3 separate regions of the Sus scrofa genome follow, and regions 1 and 3 are each linked to region 2. The links are chromatin contacts, called in public Hi-C maps. All regions are on one chromosome and are shown on one strand. Each heading gives the region's core, a stretch centred on a gene start, on an enhancer-like site or on the middle of the called end of the contact. The rest is flanking DNA. Distances are from core to core; before and after follow the strand shown.

Region 1 (4,118 bases), core at 246-2,745, 36 kb before region 2:
TGAGTTATATTCTTTTATAATAACCTGGTGACCTACTAAGCAAAATGTTTCTCTAAGTTCTGTGAGCTGCTCTAGCAAATTAGTCAAACCCCAGGAAGAGGGGTTCATGGGCACCTCCCATCTATAGCCTGTTGGTCAGAAGCACAGGTAACAGCCTGGACTTGCAATTAGCCTGAAGTGGGGGGTGGGCAAGGCCATCTTGGAGGACTGAGCCCCCCATCTGTGGCATCTGCTGCTCCCTTCAAGTGGGTAGTGTCAGAATTGAGCTGAATTGTTGGATACCCAGCTGGTGTTGGAGAATTACTTTACATGGGGGATAAACCCCAGAATTGGTGTGTGACTGGCATGTCTGGGGACTAGCAAGGGAGCCAGTGTGGCTGGGGCAGGGTGGGAAGATCGAGAGAGAAGGACCACAGGTGGTCAGAGAGACGGTGAAGGACAAAATCACGAATGGCCTTGCAGGTCCCTGGAAGGACTGGCCTTGTACTCTGAGGGACATGGGGAGCCATTGGGACTTTTGAGCAGAGGAGCGACTTGATATGATTTATGCGTTGATAACAATGTGAAGGGGACACAGGCAGAACAGGGAGACCAGTTAGGAGGTCAGTTGGCAGCCGTCCGGGTGGCGGTGATGGTGGCTTGTACCTGGCTGATGGCAGGACTTACATAGTGGTGAGAGAGAGTCATATTCTGAATGTATTTTGAAGAGAAAACCAACCAGACAAGGTTTCCTGAAGGAAGGGCTATCATTCTTGAAGGATGGAGAGCAAAGAACTATGACATGTTGGCCTAAGTGACTGAAGGAGGAAGGAGATCAGGAATTGGGTTTTGGACACGTGGGTGTAGGTGCGTTTATGTGCCAGCAAGGCCTTGCTGGAGGCAATCTGGGACCGTGACTCAATTTGGAGATGCTTCTAAGGAAAAAAAAGATTCAAAAAAATAAGATAGTAAAATGTAAAATAAGCTCTGTTTTCTTCCTTGGCGAATGGTGGTCTCCTGGGGGCCCTGCCTGTGAGTTTGCCCAAATTGTGTTTCTTCCACTAAGCAAGGGCAGAATAAAAATAGCTGGGGGCTAATCTAAGAGATACCAGACCGGAGTCTCAGCCACGCTGTCAGGAATGAAGGGCTGCAGGCTGGGCTGAGGGGAGGTGGGTGTTAACCACCCTACCCCCCCAATCCCCAAAAGGGCCTGTGGTGTTGGTCAGTGTTTTCAATGGACCACAGTGCATGGTGGTCACAAGTGGGGCCTTTGGGTCAACAGCACTCTTCCTTGCCTGTATGTCCTGGGCAAGGATCGCGCCTCCGTGATTTGCTCATCTGGAGCACAGAACAGCCAACAGCCCCGACCTCTTAGGAGCACTGGGAAGATTTAAGGACAAAGCTCAGGCCAGGAGCTCATGCTGTGACCCTGATGAACACTGCATCCGTTCCCCTTTCTCGCTGGGGCTTTATTTGAGGAAATGGCTCAGGCCAAGAAGGGGGTGCCGAGGTTGTTGAGTCAGGACCCGGTTTGGAGGAGAGCTTCTCACATGGCAAAGTGTCGACAGTGGGACAGAGCAGGCCAGGGCACACTGGCCATCTTTCCCAGTCCATCCGCCCCCCAAAGTCAATGGGTAGAATTAGCTCAGTGTAAAATATTCTCTTTTTTCTTATCCTTAAATCCTCGCTCTCCTCCTCCTCCCCCAGTGGTTTTGTTTCCTGGCAATGTGCTCCTGGATGAAATGAATCCAGAACGTCGCTAATGAACATGGGCTGAAAAATGAGGAAATGACCCGTCATTTTTAATCTGACAGCTTGACTGGTATGAAAAACAAGTGTGCTCCTGACAGAAATGTCATGGTTTCTAAGAAGGGTGTTCCTGGTTGGTTCCTCTTCCGTGGTGTTCTCTGCCTCCGGAACAGGCTTGCAAACCAGTTGATGAGACAACCAAGGGAGGGGTAGTGGTTAGACTCTGCCTGGTCCCAGCTGCCTTCCTGAATGACCTCAGTCTATTCCAGAATCTTTTGGAGTGCAAGCACTGGCTATACTCTGTGCTGGGTGCTGAGACAAAAGAGGAAGATTCCACCTGCCTTGTGCAGCCTGATGGAGACAGACCTGGAGCCAGAGAGTTAGACTAGAGGGTGGTAAGTGTCCTAGACTGGGTCCCAGAAACCCTGGGAGCCCCAAGTGACCACTCCTTTAGACTGCTTAGAAACAACCAGTGGCGGTCAAAATAAAGCTAATGCTAAATGATTGTAATGAGATCCAAAAGCAGTATTTGGGGATGTGTTTATGTTCAGCAGGTGATGATAATAAATTCACTGAGTGATCACTTATTATGTCGCTTAATCCAAGGATTCTACCAGGTAGGTGGTGTCACCACAGTTGAGGCAATTGAGGGCCAGAAAGGACCAGAAACATACCCCAGGTCACATAGCTGGGAACTGGTGGATCAAGGATTAAAATCAGGCAGTTGGCTTCCAGAGCCTCCGAATTCTCTGAACAACAGGAATAAGGGAAGCCAACTAAGCTGTAGGGACAGAGGGACTAGTTGCTCCCTCTTCATGCAGACTCCACTGAGCAGCCATAATCATTTAAAAGGGAGGGTGGAGATGAGGCATTGAGGGGTGCAGGGATTAAGATCCCTGTGTGAGGATACCTGCTGACCTGGGCTCAGCACAGGGAGTTCAGAACCAGGCAGTCACCTAAGCAAAGGAGGGAATTCATTGGCTCATATAACAGAAAGTGGCTTTTAGGTACAGCTGGATCCAGGTGCTCTAACAGCAATATTAAGAACTGGTCTCCTTTCATCTCTCCTCCATATTTCCTCCATGTTGGTTTTATTCTCAAGACTTTCCCCAGGTGGCCAGTCTCTCCCACCCTCCATGGGACAGCCTCAGACTTACATCCACTTAGCTTGGAATCCCAGAAGAGAGAGCCTTTTCCCTGAGTTCCTGAAAATCCCTCTGTGGGTCCCTGCACTAGTTCTGCCACCAGAGGGGCAGGTTGTCCTGATTAGTGAGGGCCAAGTCATGTGCCCAGTATGGGGGTGGAGTCCACCCCGCTTCCACCAACCACAGGGTGGAAGGCAGGGGGAGTGGGAAATGAGGGCGCTGGGATCAGAAGGGGTAGTCCGTGCAGGGTTATCCCCAAACCTCAAGGGTGTGATGCTGTGCTGTAGGAGTTTCCAGCCACCCTAGGGCCAGCACTTCACAGATGTCACCTTAGCTCGGGGGTTTTACCCCAATTTATAAAGGCTGGAAGGTGTTTCCTTTATAGGAGAGAGCACACTTTTGTCAAAGTGGATTTTCATATTATGAAAGCAGTACAGTGTATGTCAACTGCAGGAAAACTAGTACATGAATTTAACCAGAACAAATTCCTCCCCCAGAAGATATGAAATCATAATCCCATCTAGAGAGAATAATCCCCATTAACATTTGGGAGTGGATTATAGATCTTTTTTTCTTTCTTTTCCATCTACAACAAATATGGGATTTTATTGTAAGTACTGGCCTTTTTAAAAATAGTCTTACTGAGAAGAAATTTATATATAACAAACTGCACAGGCTGTACAATTGTGAGTCCTGACATTTGTATACAACCATAATCAAGATAATGAGCATATCCACTGCCCCACAAACTGTTCCATGACTCTTTGTAATCCACTTGCCCCGCGTGCCGTGCGAGCGCGCCTCCACCGCCTCTGCACTGACTCCAGGTGACCACTGTTCTGCTTTTTTTTTTTTTCCATTTCTTGAGCCGCTCCCGAGGCACATGGAGTTTCCCAGGCTAGGGGCCAGCCTATACCAGAGCCACAGCAACGCAGGATCCGAGCCGAGTCTGCGACCTACAACGCCGGATCATTAAGCCACTGAGCAAGGGCAGGGACCGAACCCGAACCCGCAGCGTCATGGTTCCTAGTCGGATTTGTTAACCACTGCGCCACGACGGGAACTCCTGTTCTGCTTTCTATTACTATAGAATAGTTTGCATTTTTCATCACATTATGTAAAGGGATCATATAGTATATACTATTTGGAGCTGTGGCTCCTTTCACTCAGTAAAATTATTTTGAGATTCATTTGTGTTGTTGAATGTATCCATAGTTGACTCCTTTTTGATGCTGAATAGTATTT
Region 2 (4,301 bases), core at 1,257-3,756:
CAGGCCGCGCCACCGTAACCCGGGTAGGCGGGGTAGGCGTTATAGCCGTAGGCGTTGAGGCCCACGCCGTAGGCTGGCGCGTAGGGCGCGGAGTCCCCGAGGCAAGGCTTGCCATCGCGCACCAGCACTGGCACCGCGATCCTGCGGGCCGGCGGCGGCGGGGGCGGGGGCAGCCCCACTAGCTCCAGAGTCTGGTCCTGCCGTTGCCGCTTGCACTTGTAGCGCCGGTTCTGGAACCAGATCTTGACCTGCGTGGACGTGAGCTTCAGCACGCTGGCCAACTGGTCACGCTCGGGAGCCGACAGGTACCGCTGCTGCTTGAAGCGTCGCTCCAGCTCGTAGACCTGTGCCTGCGAAAAGAGCACGCGCGGCTTCCTTCGTCGTCGCGCCCGAGGTCTCTCGGCGCTGTCCGCCTCTGGCTTCTCCAGCTCCACCGCCTTCTGCAGCGCGCACAGCTCTGCGGGGGGGAACAGAGAGGCAGAGAGAAGCTAGGTCAGAGCTGCTGGACCTGCGACCCTCGGAGCTCCCGCCCGGTGATGGGCCCCAGTGGGTGGCATCCCGACCTGCCTTCAGACCCCAGCTTGGGTGCGGCTTACTCCGCCGGGTGCACTGGGCACCTAGACTACTCGATTTCCGCTTGACAATCAGCATTTGTTGAATGCCTACTATGTGCTAGGTAGGGCTATAGGCATAGGAGAACAAAAATGAGAGGTCCCTGTCCTCGGGCAGTTCACATTCTGGTGAGAGAGATGGACAGTGACTTAAGACTTCAGGCTGCAAAGAAAATAAAGCCCAACGATGCATTGAGGTGAATTAGATCAGGGCTACTTGGGTCTGAAAAGTTAAGACCTAAGGGTCGGTCACATTGTCTCAAAATTATACAACTGAAGAAACAGCCAAGAGGTGCTGGTTTGGTGACCTATGGAAGACACCCGCGACGGCCACAGGTTATTGTACAGCCGCCAAAAAGCAGCAGGTGGGCAGGCGGCCTCAGAACTTGCCTGTCACTGTGCTCGAGTTAGATTTGAATTGGTAGCAACCAGTTCAAGCCACCGTGCCCACCGGCAGCTGTTCCCAGGGCCTTCCTCTGCGACTAGACAAATCTTGGTTCACAGAAAGAACCCTGGCCTTTTCGGGTTGGAAAGGACCCTGCGGGGGGCCAGCTCCCCAAGGCGCCTTTTCCACCTCCAGGCCAGCCTCCCCCTGGACCTGGGGATGTGCGCAGAGATCCTGCCACCTTCCCCAGTCAGCTCCATCGACCCAAGCCTTTTGTCGCAGGGCATTTTCTAACTTTATCCAGGAGAGAACTTCTTGGCCCCGGCCACGTGGGGAAATTGTTATGGAAAAATAAAGCTGTTAAGTCAGGTTCCCAAGCGCCCCGGAGTATCCCATTTTTAATTCAAGATCCTGTTCTCAAAGATTCCACTCTCCTGGCACAAAGGAGGAAAGGCCCCCAGGACCACTGGGAAACGGGTGAGCTACAGAAGTCCTGGACCTTCTCCTATTGTGCACGAAAGTACATCTGGTGTGCAGCATTTACATTTCTGTTTAGCAGTTTTTGTCAGATGCTCAAAAAGATCCTTAAGAGATTAACAAAAAAGATTCTCTCTTCCTCCCTCTGTTCTGTCTATTACAAACATCGCTAACAGATCGAGCAGCAGAGCTGCTGCAGCCTGGGGCTTTGTTAGGCCGAAAAAAAAATTTGTTTTTTTCTCTTTTGTCTCTGGTTTCTGATCATCACGATCCAGCATTTCCTCTAAACCTCCGACTGGACTCGGGCACGGGGGCCCTGGCGACAGCCTCGCTTCTCACACTCGGAGCCCCCTTTGCTCGACCGGTCGCCCAGGCACTCGCGTCTCCTCTACCCAAGGCCAGAGTTTCTTGTCCGCCGGGGTTTGAGGACAACAACGACCCCAGAGAGGAGAAGAAGCTTGTGTTTCCTCCTCACCTTTCTTATCGGCTCGAGGGTCCTTGGCGGGGTCGGGGTCGCCATAGGCACGCGGGTAGAAGGCGGGGGCGGCTGAGAAGGAGGGCGCGCACTTGGCTGGTGAGGGCGCGGGGCCCAGCTCGGCGCGCAGCTCGGAGAGGCCGGGCGCTGCGGCCTCCGGCCCCGCGTAGGCCTCGGGCTTGAAGGCGGCCAGCATGCAGGAGGCGGGCGCCAGGGTGGCCTCCAAGCGCGCGGAGAGCTCCCCGGCGGCCAGGCTGCGCTGCTGTTGCTCCAGGTTCAAGATGTCTTTGACCGAGAACGGCGTGGGCGTGAGCGCGGGGCTGGGGAACATGGTGGCAGCGCGCGTCTCACAGCGCCAGGTGGGCGGCAGAGAGCGGCGCTGCCCACGGTCCCTGGCAGCCTCCCTGCATGGTGCCCGCTGCGCGCCCGCGCACCCGCCTTCCAGCTCGGGATGTGGCCAGGCGGCAGGTAATGCGGGGCGCAAGGGGCAGGAGAGGCGGGACCAGGCCGGAGGAGGGGGACTCAGGCTGCCATTGGGCCGGGGGCCTCGTTGACAGGAGCGATGAGCAGTTTCGTGTCACCTAATATAGTCATACGGCTCAAAAAAAAAAAAAAAAAAAAAATCCCGCTCAGCTTTTTAAAGGGGCCGCGCTTGGAAGGCTCTCCTTTTGCTCCTGCAGCCTGAGATTTGTCCATAGTATTAGCCTGAAAACCCTACCAGGATGCATGCACAGGAAAGGACCGGATTATGCTCTGAATCCAGCTTTGGGACGGGTTGGGTGAATCTGGGATTTGAAGAAATGTTCCTCAGCATGTGAAATGAAACAGGGAAGCAAAGGATTGGTTGGGGTGCTGTGGAGAGGGAGTTATTCTAAAAGTTGTAGAGGCTTTTTTACTGATGGTGTGGTGTATCCGACTTGGCAGAGTCTGAATAAGAAGAGAAGCTTAGGGGAGAGGATTTGCTCTGGGGTGATGGCAGGAGGGGGACATTCTGGAAATTTTGGAATCCCGGGAAGCTTGACTTACCAGGCCAGTCGTGCCCTGGTAGTCCCCCCCTTCCCCAGGAGGCCAGCCCTGGGGGCTCCTGGGTAAGTCCCTCTGAAAAGCGAGGTAGGTGGTTGTGGGGTGGGGGGTTTACCTCCTACTGTAGTTCCAGTGATGCAATACACAGCTCCAGGGGTCCCTGGTCACTGCCAGTCTCCTCCCAGAGAGGTGACCCTCTCCTTAATAATGAAACAAATCCAAAATCCCAGTTGGGAAACTCAGCTTTCCAGTACAAAGCTGTCTTCTAGGGCGTCCTAGCTCCCAGCGACCTCAAGTCTCCTGTTCTTGAGGACCTGTCGTTTTTTGCATCCCTCTGTGCCCTGCCTGGCAGCAAGGCCTCTAGGCCTTTGTCAGCACCAGGGCCTCACACCCCAGCTCAGGTTTAGGTCTCAGGCAGGTGGGGCTCCTCCAAGCCCAGAGCAGTCAGAATTCTCTAAGTTAGCTCTGGGAGGGGCTACCAGGCATCGGAGCCAGGCACATGGTGGGGAGAGGCTGGGTGTTCATTTTTAGCCCAGGGTCAGTAAGTTGGGATCGTCCATCAGACAAATCTGTCAGTTTTGGGGGAGGGCAAGCCACCTCACCAGATCCTGTGCTGGCCTGCCGCATCCCTCTGGGTCCCTTGGGAGATCCGATGAAAGCCCCAGAACACTGTATTTTGTATTTTGCACTCTAGTTTGTGTACAATTTCAGAGAGAATCCCGGCAGACAGAATGGCCCCAGGTTAAGGTCACAGCCTTACGGTATCTCTGGGGAAGGCAGGCATAAAAGCGTCAATTTCCCGGGAACCAAGCTTTTGCTGGGAATTCTGGGTGGAGCACACCAACTTTCTGAGAATGGAGGCGGTGTAGGGGTGGGCTCCCTGTGGAGGGCCATTTGGGGACTAGGCACGAAGTGTCTGGATTAGAAGAGAGGCACCCAGGGCTAAAAGTAAGCTAAGGATACAGCCCCCTCTGGACCGTAGACTCCAGAATGTGCGCTTAAGGCGCCCAGGAAATGCACAAAACAGATCCAGAACGTAAACCTTAGGGTGCTCAAGCCGGACAGTGAACCACCGGTGAGGGCCACTGGGAGGGGTTCCAGTGGAGTCAGGCACAGGCCTAGCGTTGGAACCTTTCCAGCCACGCATCAGATCTGCACTCGTAGGGCCTGTGGCTCCAGGCTAGGGCGAAGGAGAACGGTCTCCTTCAGCACTCCCACCCCGGCTTCCAGGCGCCAGCCGTCAGTACCAGGTCCTCGCCACGGCGGCCAAATCTTGCTTCAAGCCTTCAAGAGCCAGGGACGACGGCCGAATGTGGGCTTGTTAGCTGGT
Region 3 (4,051 bases), core at 503-3,002, 36 kb after region 2:
CAAAGCAGTCACATCCAAGACATCATGGGCTTCTTCAATGCACAGGTGACTGTCAGGCCTAATGCTTCCTCTTGAACAGCAACTCTTTTTTTTTTTTTGCCCAAACCCATGGCATGCAGAAGTTCCCTGGCCAGGGATCAAACCCATGCCACCTGAGCACCTGAGCCACTGCAGTGACAACGCTGGATATGTAACCCGCTGGGCCACACGGGAACTCCTGATTCTTCTTAAAGATGAGGGACATTGGAGAGCACTCCTAGCATGATGAGTTCATGCAAAAGAAGAAAAAAGATACAGTCTTCCTAAGCAACGGAAAACATGGGAGATACTTTGTTGTGTGGCTCCATTATTTCTACATGTAGATTTTACATAATTGAGATCACAGAACATATATTTTTTCCACTTAGTATAAAATTGTAAGCATTTTCCCATGTCATCAAATACTCTTCAAATTTAATCTTGGTGGCTGAGCTTCCTGTGGTGGCCCAGGGGGTCTTGCAGGTTCACAGACCCTTCTTTGGAGGGGTCTCCATCTCCCGGAGGCCCAGGGGAGGGGTAGGCTCTGAGGTGGACACACCTTGCAGCCGGGGGGTCAGAGACTTGTACAGCTCAGGGTTTGCTCTTCACTGGGCTGTTTGTGGCTGGTCTTCGTGGTCGTCTGAGGGAGAGGGAGCACAGTGACTCCCTTCTGCAGTGACTGTACGGAGGCCTGTGTGACAAAGTGACATGAGACTCCAAACTAAAATAGCATTGCTCAGGAGTTCCCCTCAGGGTGCAGCAGAAATGAATCCGACTAGGAACCATGAGGTTGTGGGTTCGATCCCTGGCCTTACTCAGTGGGTTAAGGATCGGGCGTTGCCACGAGCTGTGGTGTAGGTCGCAGACGTGGCTCAGATCCTGCGTTGCTATGGCCGTGGGGTAGGCCGGCAGCTGTAGCTCCAATTCGACCCCTAGCCTGGGAACCTCCATATGCCGCGAGTGCAGCCCTAAAAAGCAAAAAATTAAAAATTAAAAATAAAATAAAATAAAATAATATTGTTCCTAATTCGTTGGGTTCTCCAGTCAGCAGGGGTCTTGTTCACTGCCTCCCCTGGATTGTGCCGAGATGACAAATGCTTCCATTCCCCATTCCTGCTGGTTTGCTCTGGACTCTTCCTCTTCCCTCTTCCTGGATAGACAGAGTGGTAATGATGCTCCCACCGGGGATCAAATGTCCTTTTTTTTTCCCATTTTTTCTTTTTGCTTGTTAGGGCCACACTTGAGGCATATGGAAATTCCCGGGCTAGGGGCTGAATCGGAGCTGCAGGTGCCAGCCTACCTCACAGCCACAGCAACGCCAGATCTAATCGGAGTCTGTGACCCACACTGCAGGTCACCACAACGCCGGATCCTTAACCCACTGAGCGAGGCCAGGGATTGAATCGAATCCACGTCCTCACGGATACTAGTCAGGTTCATAACCCGCTGAGCCACAGTGGGAACACTAGTAGGATCGAATTTCTTGGGTGCTCCCCCAGGACGTATTTCTGAGGTCCAGCCCCCACCATTGCTTCTGAGCCCCACTGTGGCCTCACCTGATCAGCGTCCATCCACAGCGGTCCAGCCCGAGTCAACTCCAGGGCCGCCGGGCTCTGTCTGCAGTGGCGTCTGAGCGAGGGACCACCTCCTGACAGGCAGAAGGGATGAGTGTCCAGGGCCCTTCAGAAGCAGGGACAATAGGACGAATCACAGAGTGTGTGAGGACAGATGTGACTAGCTGGGGATGGCGTGTCCGTCAAGCAGAGTATCAGGGAGCGCACTGGACAGGGCAGGGAGGGGCCTGAGCTCTTTGCACCATCTCCAGCAGCCCTAATGAAATGTGCTGTTTGAACAGGATGGCTAATGACGGCAAGCCCACCAGCTTCTCCCAGATGACTGGTTGTCTCCGCAGGAGCTGTGCCTACATTGTTGGGAACCTCAGTGGTAACCACGCAGTGCTGCCGGTGTGTCCGATCTGAGTGCAAGAGTCTGGGGATGGTGGACACACACCAGACTGTGCCCAGGACCTGAAGGTGGGAGGAACATGGGAGAGGCCCTGACCTCCCAGACTGGAGGACCAGAAGGACACCAGTGATGATAATAATACCCAGAAGATAAAAAAAGCGAACAAACAAACAACCTAGATGATTCCACGTTTATCATCACGTCTCAATTAAGACTGGGAGACCAGGTTCACACTGCTGCAGCTCAGAATTCTCATGGTGTTTCCAGAAAAACCATCCTTCCTAGGCAGAGTGGTGATTAGAGGTGTTTTCATCAGGGCTCTGTCCTCCAGTTGCTCCCCACTCCCCTGCTTTGTGCTGGCTTTCTCTCAGCCCGGGCCACCCAGGGGCAGTGGGCTGCCGAAGGGGGCAGCCCCCGCAGCTGCTCCCTCCAAATTCTCTGGGATTCCAGGCCGGGCGCTGGGTGATTACACTGCTGTTATCTGGGATTAGCTATTTTCGCTCCCTGTATTTATATCATGGAAGCTGCAGCGTGATGCTGCCAGATGCCAACATAGGCAAACTGTGCCTTCCTTTTGGACCCACCTGCTGTTCTGCTCACACCCGGCAAGGTGGCAGTTGGTGGGGCCAGACCTGCCAAGCCCTCTGCCCCCTCCCCTTCCCCAAACGGCCAGAGACATCAACTGAGACGCACAGAGGGGCTGAGCTCAGGGGTCACTGGCAAAGGCTGGACCCAGGCTCGGGAGAGGCGGGGGCAGGAGGGCCCGGGGGCTGGCAGCGTTCCCTGCAGAAGACGCCTGTCCTGTCACTGTCCTAATCCCCTGAAGTCTCCGAGTCTAGGAAGCCGCTTGCCTGCCCCCCACCCCTGTTCCACTCCCACCCATGAGCCCTTCCCTACTTGCATGTAGGGTGTGCTGAAGAGCCCTCGTTTTAGGCTGCCTGGAAAAGCGCCAAGTGCCCTCGAGTCCAAAACATAAGTGCAGAAGGATTAAAAAGCCCTGCTCGGTTTAGCCTGGGTCCCTCTTTGTTTCTGCCCCACTTTCCGCCCCTTTCGCCTTGGAGGAGGTGGGGAGATCCTGGCTGAGCAGCTCTTCTTTCAGGAAAGGGAGAGCTTTTTCAAAAGTATGTTCTCTATCACTAGGATTGGACTAGGTGACTTTGCAAGCGACTTAAAAGTGCAGTCGGTCATTTAGCAAGTGAGACGTGCTCACAGCCCAGCCAGGTGCGTGCCGAGGGGGCGTCTTCCAACGCCGGGGCAGGTTGCTTGCCCACTCGCGCCCTCTGCTGGGTGAGAGGGGACAGTGCTGGGCCGTGGCTGCCCACCTTGGGCGCTTTCAGAGCAGGAAGGAAGAGGCTCCCGATAAAGCCTGGTGGAATTCTGCACTCCTGGGATTTACCAGGAAAACAGTACATGCAGAGTGGCCCCCCGAATGCCTCTTGTGGGGCTCTGCCTCTGTCTGTGTTTCTCTGCCGAGGCCCGTCCCTTAGGGTGGGGATCTCAAGGGTGGCAGTGAATTATCTTTCCCAGGTATGTATTAAAACATTGAAAAAAATTAGTACCCTACTGTAGAGTTTCCTAAACCTTATTGTTTGCTATAACCAGGGAAGATACATCCTGTATAAATAAAGGTATAAAAATAAATATATACCTATTAAGTAAATATTTATTGAAATAATATTTTGATTGAAATGGACCTACTTTTTTTAGCTTGAAAACTTATTATTATTATTATTTTTTGTCTTTTTGCCATTTTCTTGGGCTGCTCTCGAGGCATATGAAGGTTCCCAGGCTAGAGGTCTAATCGGAGCCGTAGCCACCGGCCTACGCCAGAGCCACAGCAACATGGGATCCGAGCCGCGTCTGAGACCTACACCACAGCTCACGGCAACGCCGGATCCTTAACCCACTGAGCAAAGCCAGGGATCGAACCCGCAACCTCATGGTTCCTAGTCAGATTCGTTAACCACTGCACCACGACGGGAACTCCTCATTGTTTATTTATTTATTCGGCCTTGCCTGTGGGAAATTCTGGGGCCAGGAATCAAACCTGCTATACAAAGCCCCTCTC

Evidence for each region. A called contact is a pair of places that touch in the nucleus more often than the background predicts.
Region 1: a Hi-C map of fetal heart ventricle shows a contact between it and region 2, with 2.0 times the contacts expected there. The contact joins the enhancer-like site here to the promoter of NKX2-5 in region 2. A contact is called at or near these places in 4 of 47 Hi-C or Micro-C datasets (adipocytes, embryonic fibroblasts, fetal heart ventricle and 1 more).
Region 3: a contact with region 2 is called in a Hi-C map of fetal heart ventricle, with 2.8 times the contacts expected there. The contact joins the enhancer-like site here to the promoter of NKX2-5 in region 2. A contact is called at or near these places in 4 of 47 Hi-C or Micro-C datasets (embryonic fibroblasts, fetal heart ventricle, fetal skeletal muscle and 1 more).

Annotation. Positions count from the first base shown.
Region 1 is chr16:51,119,493-51,123,610 of Sscrofa11.1, reverse strand. No RefSeq gene overlaps it. Among named protein-coding and RNA genes, the nearest start is that of BNIP1, 19 kb to the left of the region's middle. Within about 2 kb of position 1,495, at least 6 of the 83 cell types and tissues checked have an H3K27ac peak or open chromatin away from gene starts, as enhancers often do.
Region 2 is chr16:51,084,219-51,088,519 of Sscrofa11.1, reverse strand. NKX2-5 (homeobox protein Nkx-2.5) reads right to left here and starts at 2,506. Exons shown (of 2, transcript XM_003134041.2): 1 at 1,949-2,506; 2 at 1-457. The coding sequence starts at 2,279.
Region 3 is chr16:51,047,477-51,051,527 of Sscrofa11.1, reverse strand. LOC110257268 (a long non-coding RNA gene) reads left to right here. Exons shown (of 4, transcript XR_002339663.1): 4 at 1,874-3,601. Among named protein-coding and RNA genes, the nearest start is that of NKX2-5, 37 kb to the left of the region's middle. Within about 2 kb of position 1,752, at least 4 of the 83 cell types and tissues checked have an H3K27ac peak or open chromatin away from gene starts, as enhancers often do.